Linked DNA regions of Gossypium hirsutum: region 1 is linked to region 2. Evidence: chromatin contacts called from public Hi-C data. All regions are on one chromosome and are shown on one strand. The core of a region is the stretch at or near the end of the contact, and the rest is flanking DNA. Distances in the headings are between cores, read along the strand shown.

The links. A called contact is a pair of places that touch in the nucleus more often than the background predicts.
Region 1: a contact with region 2 is called in a Hi-C map of leaf, with 1.9 times the contacts expected there. The contact joins the enhancer-like site here to the promoter of LOC107961550 in region 2. A contact is called at or near these places in 5 of 34 Hi-C or Micro-C datasets (hypocotyl, leaf and seedling).

Annotation. Positions count from the first base shown.
Region 1 is chrA05:102,958,157-102,962,293 of Gossypium_hirsutum_v2.1, reverse strand. No RefSeq gene overlaps it. Among protein-coding and RNA genes, the nearest start is that of LOC107959768, 16 kb to the left of the region's middle. Within about 2 kb of position 2,708, at least 6 of the 9 cell types and tissues checked have an H3K27ac peak or open chromatin away from gene starts, as enhancers often do. A contact at or near this core is called in leaf, where this site is marked.
Region 2 is chrA05:102,729,056-102,732,632 of Gossypium_hirsutum_v2.1, reverse strand. LOC107961550 (expansin-A23) reads right to left here and starts at 2,040. Exons shown (of 2, transcript XM_016897658.2): 1 at 1,852-2,040; 2 at 997-1,754. The coding sequence starts at 2,017. The coding sequence ends at 1,132.

The sequences.
Region 1 (4,137 bases), core at 1,459-3,958, 230 kb before region 2:
ATTGAATTCATCAGCGACTGAAAGCTGGATGGCGCATTGGTCAAGCAAAATGGCATGACCAAGAATTCATAATGGCCAGCATGAGTTTTAAAAGCTATTTTAAACACATCCTGTTCCCACATGCAAATCTGATGGTAACCCGAACGCAAATCCAACTTAGAGAAGAAATTTGCTTGCCCCAATTCATTAAATAACTCTTCAATAATTGGAATCAGAAGCCTATATTTGATAGTCAGCTGGTTAAGCTGTCTATAATCAACACAGAGCCTCCAACTACCATCTTTCTTTTTGACCATCACCACAGAAGATGCAAATAGACTATTGTTGTCCCTAATTATTCCTGCTTGCAGCATTTCTTGTATCAGTTTCTCAATTTTTGTTTTTTGAACTGCTAGATATCGATAGGGGTGTATTTTAACAACTTTAGACTCATCGATCAGGGGAATCCTGTGATCTCGCAATCTAGCAAGAGGTAAATCGATTGGAACCTGAAATATATTCGTAAATTCATCTAGCAAATCTTGTAAATCAGGTGGCAATTGAGCTGGCTGCATTGTGAGGGCAGCCTGATCACAAGAAGTGAATAGCATAGGACTTGGTCTATTACCCACCAAACTCAAACATTTGGAAAGTTGACTGCTGGAAATAAGTTGAAATGAATCTGGTAATGTACCCTTTAAATTGCAATCCTATCCTATATGAGTGAACTTCATGGTCAAATTGGAAAAATTCCATATAATCGGCCCAAGAGATAGCAACCAATGAATACCAAGAACCAAATCAAATCCCTTTACTGATAAGATTAAGAAATCAGAGGTGAATTTGTATCCTTGTGCTTCCCAGGAAACTGCTCTACATATACTCTGAGTAGATAACCGAACCCCATTTGCTACCATCACTCACAATATACTTCTTACCAAATTCAACCTTTTAGCCACCTTAAGATCGATAAAATTGTATGTGCTACCTGAGTCCACCAATGCAGTCACTCAGTGTTAATTTGTATCCTTGTGCTTCCCAGGAAACTGCTCTACATATACCCTGAGTAGATAACCGAACCCCATTTGCTACCATCACTCACAATATACTTCTTACCAAATTCAACCTTTTAGCCACCTTAAGATCGATAAAATTGTATGTGCTACCTGAGTCCACCAATGCAGTCACTCAGTGTTATCAATAACTGCTGGAAACCTCATAGTGTTATGGCCTTGCAACCGCTAAAGAGCATGTAAGGACAATACAAGACTCGCTGGAATAGAATCGACTAAGTCCAATTGATTGGAAAAATCCTAAAATTCTTCAAAGGAGGAACTCTTCATATCAGAACCTTGTTCCCATACTGGTTCAATAATAAGTTGATACAATTGAGACTTAGAGCATTTATGACCAGGTGAATACTTCGAGTCACACCAAAAACAAAGGCCCTTCTTCCTTCTATCCTCCAACTCCGCTTGTGACAAGGACTTAGATGGAACTCTTTATCCTAAACTACCATTCACCAACCCCCTGCTAAAGGAGAGTTCCACGTTCCTTGCTGCCCTCTTGAAATAGGAAACAGAGGTCGTGACGAACTACTTGCACTACCAACAGTAAACCCCTTCTTCACTGGTCCCAACACAATATTCTTAACCTGCCAAGCTAAATTATAACCCTCCACCAACGTCTGCGGCTTAAATAGCCTGAGATACTGCCCTATTTCAGTTTTCAAGTTGTTGATGAATATGCTTAAAGCATACGATTCATGTAAGTACAACTGATTCAACAAACTAAAAAATCCATCATGGAACTGGCCAACAGTTCCATGTTGTTTAAGTGTTACCAGCTCGGTCATGGGATCAAGAAAGGAATCAGTTCCAAAACGTTCCTTAATTCCTCTAGCATACATCTCCCAAGTTAACTAATGCAACCCTCCATGTCTTTGCACAAAGAAATGATGCCAGTCTAATGCCTTTCCTTCCAAACGCAACATAACCACTCTAACTTTAGCATGTTCACCTATTTCTTCTGCCTCGAAATACTGTTCCAACTTAGACCACCAAACTCTAAAATTACTACCATCAAAATGTGGACAATCCACTCGAAAAGAAGTATTTCCAACTTCCACATTTCCTCCTCGCGAGGACATATCGAATGGCCTAGATTTGCATAGGCGATACCATGAGGTGTTCCTTTGCCGGAAAACCAGGAGGAGAACCTAAAATACCCTTCCCTTTACCACTCATCACACCTGTAACCGTAGCTGGAGGGTTTTGCCCAAAATACTGTTCAAATAAAGAATGAAGTTTAGATCGAAGTTCAGATCTTACCTCTGAACGAATCTCAGACTTAATTCCCTCCTGCAAATCCTTTAGACGTGCATTAATCCATGCATCAAGCTGAGAAAATTGAACCTGTAATTGAGTGAGTTCTCCGTGCATCATGCCAAATTCCTTCTGAATTCTTGTAGTCACTCCCTCCACAGTCATGAAAATCGACAAGGCTCTAATACCTTTGTCATGGAAAGAATCTGAATAAAAAATATATAGAAGAAGAGAAGAGAACCCAAAAGAGAAAAGAGAAGAAAGATTGATAGAAGAATAAGAGAGAGTACTGGAAATTCTGTCTTAAACTTTTCATAGCCATTTTTATGTTCCTTTTGTCAAGTATATATGGAAACCAAATAACAACTCGTACAAACCATACAATAGACCAAAACACATCATTTAACTAATACTAAAACCGCACCATTTCACCAGAATAGAAATGAGATAAAACGCAGCGTACAGCACAAGAGACTTAACAGAAATAACAAAAATATGAAAATATGAAAACCATTCCATAACATTATGTAAAGGGATATTTTCTACATAATTCTTTCTACATCCCGCCTTTTGCAGAAAAGGATCGCCGCATGGACTAATTGCAGTTCTTGTCTCCCTGCTTTTGAATTCTCCCCGATTTTGAAATTTCATGCAAATTAATTGCCAAATAGGTACTTTTCTTCTTACATTTTTTTTAATTTCGATTTTAAATCCTTTTTTAATATCATTTTTTATTTTGATTTATTTTATCCTATTGATTTTGATTTCTCCTTTTTTTTTTGGTGTTTTAAGGTTATTTATAAGGTTATATAAAGAGATATTTTCTACATAATTCCTTCTACCTCCTGCCTTTTATAAAAAAGGATCGTCGCATGGACTAATTGCAGCTCTTGTCCGTTTGCTTTTAAATTCTCCTCAATTTTGAAATTTCAGGCAAATTAATTGCCACATAGGTACTCAGCTTCTTACATTTTTTGTTTTGATTTTAAATCTTTTTTTAATCTCATTTTTTATTTTAATTTATTTTATCCTATTGATTTACATTTCTCTCTTTTTTTTTTGGTGTTTTAGGGTTATTTATAGGGTTATATAAAGGGATATTTTCTACATAATTCCTTCTAAATCCTGCCATCAGCAGAAAAGGATCGCCGCATGGGCTAATTGTAGTTCTCGTCCCTTTGGTTTTGGTTTCTCCCAGATTTTGAAATTTCAGGCAAATTAAGTGCCAAATAGGTCCTTTGCTTCGTACGTTTTTTATTTCGATTTTAAATCCTTTTTTAATTTCATTTTTTATTTAGATTTCTCCGTTTTATTATTATTGTTGTTGTTTTGATTGTTGATTCGATTTTAAACTTTATTGTATTTAAATTTTAGATTGCTTTTTGCTTTAATTATTGTTTAAATGTTGTTTTTCTTGGTTGGATAATTGTGAAATGTGGTATATTGCTTTATTTTGTTTGAGTAATGTTAGATTGTATTTTATTCCATGGTAATTTCTCATATTTTATTTTTACTTTCTATTTTAGAAGTAATGTTAGATTTGTATTATATCCCATGGTAATTCTCATATTTTATTTCTACTTACTATTTTAGAATTTGTTGTTTGGCATTTTGTTATTTACTGTATTTATCATTTTAGATTTGATTAGACATTGTGTCTTAATTTAAGTATTAGGATTATTTGTGGTTTTCTCTATAGTTGGTTAGTTTATTTTTTATTTTCATACTTTAAATTTAAATTAGTTCATTTTTGGATCTCGGATCTAAATATTAGGTTTCTCTTGATTAAATTTTTAGAAATTAGATTTTAGGACTTTTAGATTGTAGGTTTTAA
Region 2 (3,577 bases), core at 791-3,290:
GCAACTATAATTTGTTTTTTTTTTAAATATCATGTACCATAATATGTACATGGAAAAGTGACAGAGAAAAATTAGAATGAATCTTGAGTAAACATCTTGTAATCCAAACTTAAATCAAATAAAATCTTTTGAATTAAATAGTAATCAAGATTAATTCAAATTAAAAAAATATTTATCTTAAATTCATATCATTTCAAATTAAGTGATAACTCAAGCTTTAAATTAATTTAGTTAAAGTCAGACCCAACTCATACTTAAGAAGTCCTGAGCTTTTGTTGGGAATGACTTGAAAGGCCGAAGGTTAGGTTGGCTAAAGCTTTGAAACTAATGCATTGCAATGGTCCAATGTTAGCCCGTATAATTCAGCCCCTTTAATAAAAATGCTACAATTTAAGCACATTCCATAAATTCTATGAATTTCTTTCTATTTATTTTTTTATTATGTTTACTTTTAAAAATTAATCTCTGGTTAGTAACGTAGAATTTATTGCAGTAAAACAATTTAGTTCTACTTGATACTACAATGTATCCATTTTTTAATATTTTTTTACTACACTCGCTCTATTCATGTAGTGTAATATTTTCACTAATAACATAACAAATAATTTTTTCAATTTATTTTATTCCATTTGTATTAATTTTTTAATGAAAAAATACTGTGTTCTATATTTCTTTAATGAAAAAAAATTTGATTTTAATTAAATTAAGAGCGAACATAAATACAATTGAGATTTACTTTTTGAATTTAATCAATCTAGTTTATATTGTCTACAAAACATTTGATATTAAGTATTCAGAATCTTAAATACTCGAGTCACAAAGAGATGGAAAGCCTTTAGAAATTTCTCTAATGTAATAATTAGTGTAATAATATGATATTTTGTATAACCACACAAAACCTTAATCTTGTGTAATTGCATGTAAGTTGTAAGAAAACAAGTGTTAGACTAAACATTTTAATAACATGTGAATGAAACAGGATAATTTTGGGCAACATTATCTCAAAATTTGCAATTATGTTTATTAAATTTCTTGTTTTATATAAAACAAACATGCACGCTTAGGGCATGCACCAATCAAAACCCTAAACTATAAACTACCTTAAAAACCAAAAAAAAAAAAAAAGATGTCCTAGAAGTTCTTTTTCCCATCAAATACTTGATTAAACTGCCAATTAGCTGGCACAACGTTATCGAACACAATCATTTTCCCTTCACTAGTAGTCACCTGAAACGATAAGCCTTGCCCCACTAACTTTGTTCCCGTCTGCCAATTCACACCCCAATTGCGGCTCATCTGCAACCACGACCCGGTACTCGACCCTTTGATTTTAACATCCTTAACATCACCAACTCCTCCTACGTTGTACAACAACACCAATGTCAAGTAAGGGTTTCCCTTAATTTGGAATTGAACCCCACCTTTCTTGTAGCACAAGACACGACGGTAATTGACCGGGATGATCCCGGCTTTGTAATACGCTAGCTTAGTGAACATCGGCTTTGATAGATCAAAGTGTTTTAATGGTGGGTTGCACCAGTTCCCATCCGGTTTCGAGTAATTGGGAGGACAAAAATTGGTTGCGGTCACTATGATAGAGCCGGCTTTCGGATAACACCATTGAGGGTCATTGAAACACTTGATCTCGAAACAAGCCCCGCAGGTGAGACCATTATTGAACAATGCTGTGCTTAGTGCTGTCGTCTGGAGTCCATACCCTTGCTTGAATAGATCACCATATCCGCAAGCTCCCTCTGCAATAATCAAACACGGTCTCAAGATTTAAATCTCGACATACGCAATGCAAAGCATAAAATGTTGCAATAACCAAAACACAATATATATACTTACGCATGGTGCCACCACCACTCATATCACCATAAAATGTTGCATGGGCATCATACCAGTTTGAGTCAATCATTTGATTACCCATAAGCATATGCCTATTGGCCGCCATGGATGAAATCAAATGAACTGTAACCATGAGAAATGAAAAGAAAAGCTTCAGGGTAGCCATTGCTGCAAAAAGATTTTTATTATTTTGATGAAAAACTGGGGCCAAGAACTGACAGATAAATATAGGTCAAAAGGAATTATAGAAGGAAAGGAAATTTATAAATTATGAGACTTTAATTTAACCCGTTTAAGCTAAAACGATGGTTTTGGTAATTACAGCAAAACTAATGTAAAGGAATTAAGAAATTATGGAAAATAATCTAATGTTTTTTATGAATTTGGAAACAACCAGCCCAGTTTTTTCTTCTACTATGTTTCCGTTACGTTATTCGCTAATTACCTGAGAAAGGGATTAACTCAATATCACCCCCCAAAAAAATCTATTAATTATTTAATTAAGGATTTCGTTACTAACTGATATGATTTTGTAACACTTTTTTTTAGAGTTTAATTCATTACCTATTTATTTAATTTTTTTTTGTTTCTTTTAGTCTTTAAATTTGCATTGCTTATTAAATCGTCTAAAAATGAATAGAAAAATTAACGTTTATTAGCTTTGTTGATGTGGCATGTATTTTGAGGTGATTTGACAAATAATACTAATTTAAGAGCTATAAAATACAAAAATAAATAAATATAGAAGGCTAAAATGACTTTTTTATAAAATTGGAGGGCCAAAAAAATTATTATGCCAAAAAAACCAAATCCATTATGAACTACAAGTACAACTACAAATACAAATTCAATCAAGTATAATATAAAATCAAATTAGTAAAAAATATAATAGAATAAAAATCAGACAAAATCCACTCCTAATATACGTATATGATAGAGTGGAGACTTACATATTACAATTACGCATGCTACCAAAACTTGGATACTAAAAAATTCAAAAACTCCACCGTAATCAGCATACCTCGCCTCAGTTGCATAACACCTGTTGAGATTAATTAAATTACTATTTATAACAATATTTTATATAAAATATAAATAGCTAATAAAATATAAATATCTAACAAAGTCTGGTTAATTACTATAGGTGTGTTACCTTTTTAAATTCATTTTATCAAATTTATTTATATAGAAATTTTATTAAATTTACTTACTCATTTTTATTATTTTCCATATAATTTTTATATATAATTGTATTTCTATGCAACCATAAGGTGTGGTGTGGTAATTATTCATCTTATTTCTTAACAATGTAGTCAAGGGTTCAATCTTTTGTTATAAGAATAGAACACATTTTATGACTAGTCGTTTACAAAAGCTTCGGAAACTTCAAAATCAAAATTTTTGCATTTATTTTTCTTTAAAATTTTTATTTTAAATTATGTCACATAAGATTTAACATATCAAATTAACGATTTTTGTAACAAAAGGACATTGTTGATATAACATTGGCCCAACTTGATCCCAGCCGATTATCAGGTCTATCTAAAAGTAAACTTAGGACAAAAAAGGTCCATTTAAAAATAAGCTAAGGTCTAGTTTTGATATTCAAAGTCTACGTTGAATTTGACCCGTTTTTCAAATTTATAAAATGTTGAATATAAAAATTAAATAGATTATTATAATTTATACATTATTTTTAATTTTTGTTTTGTTTCGTTTAATTAAG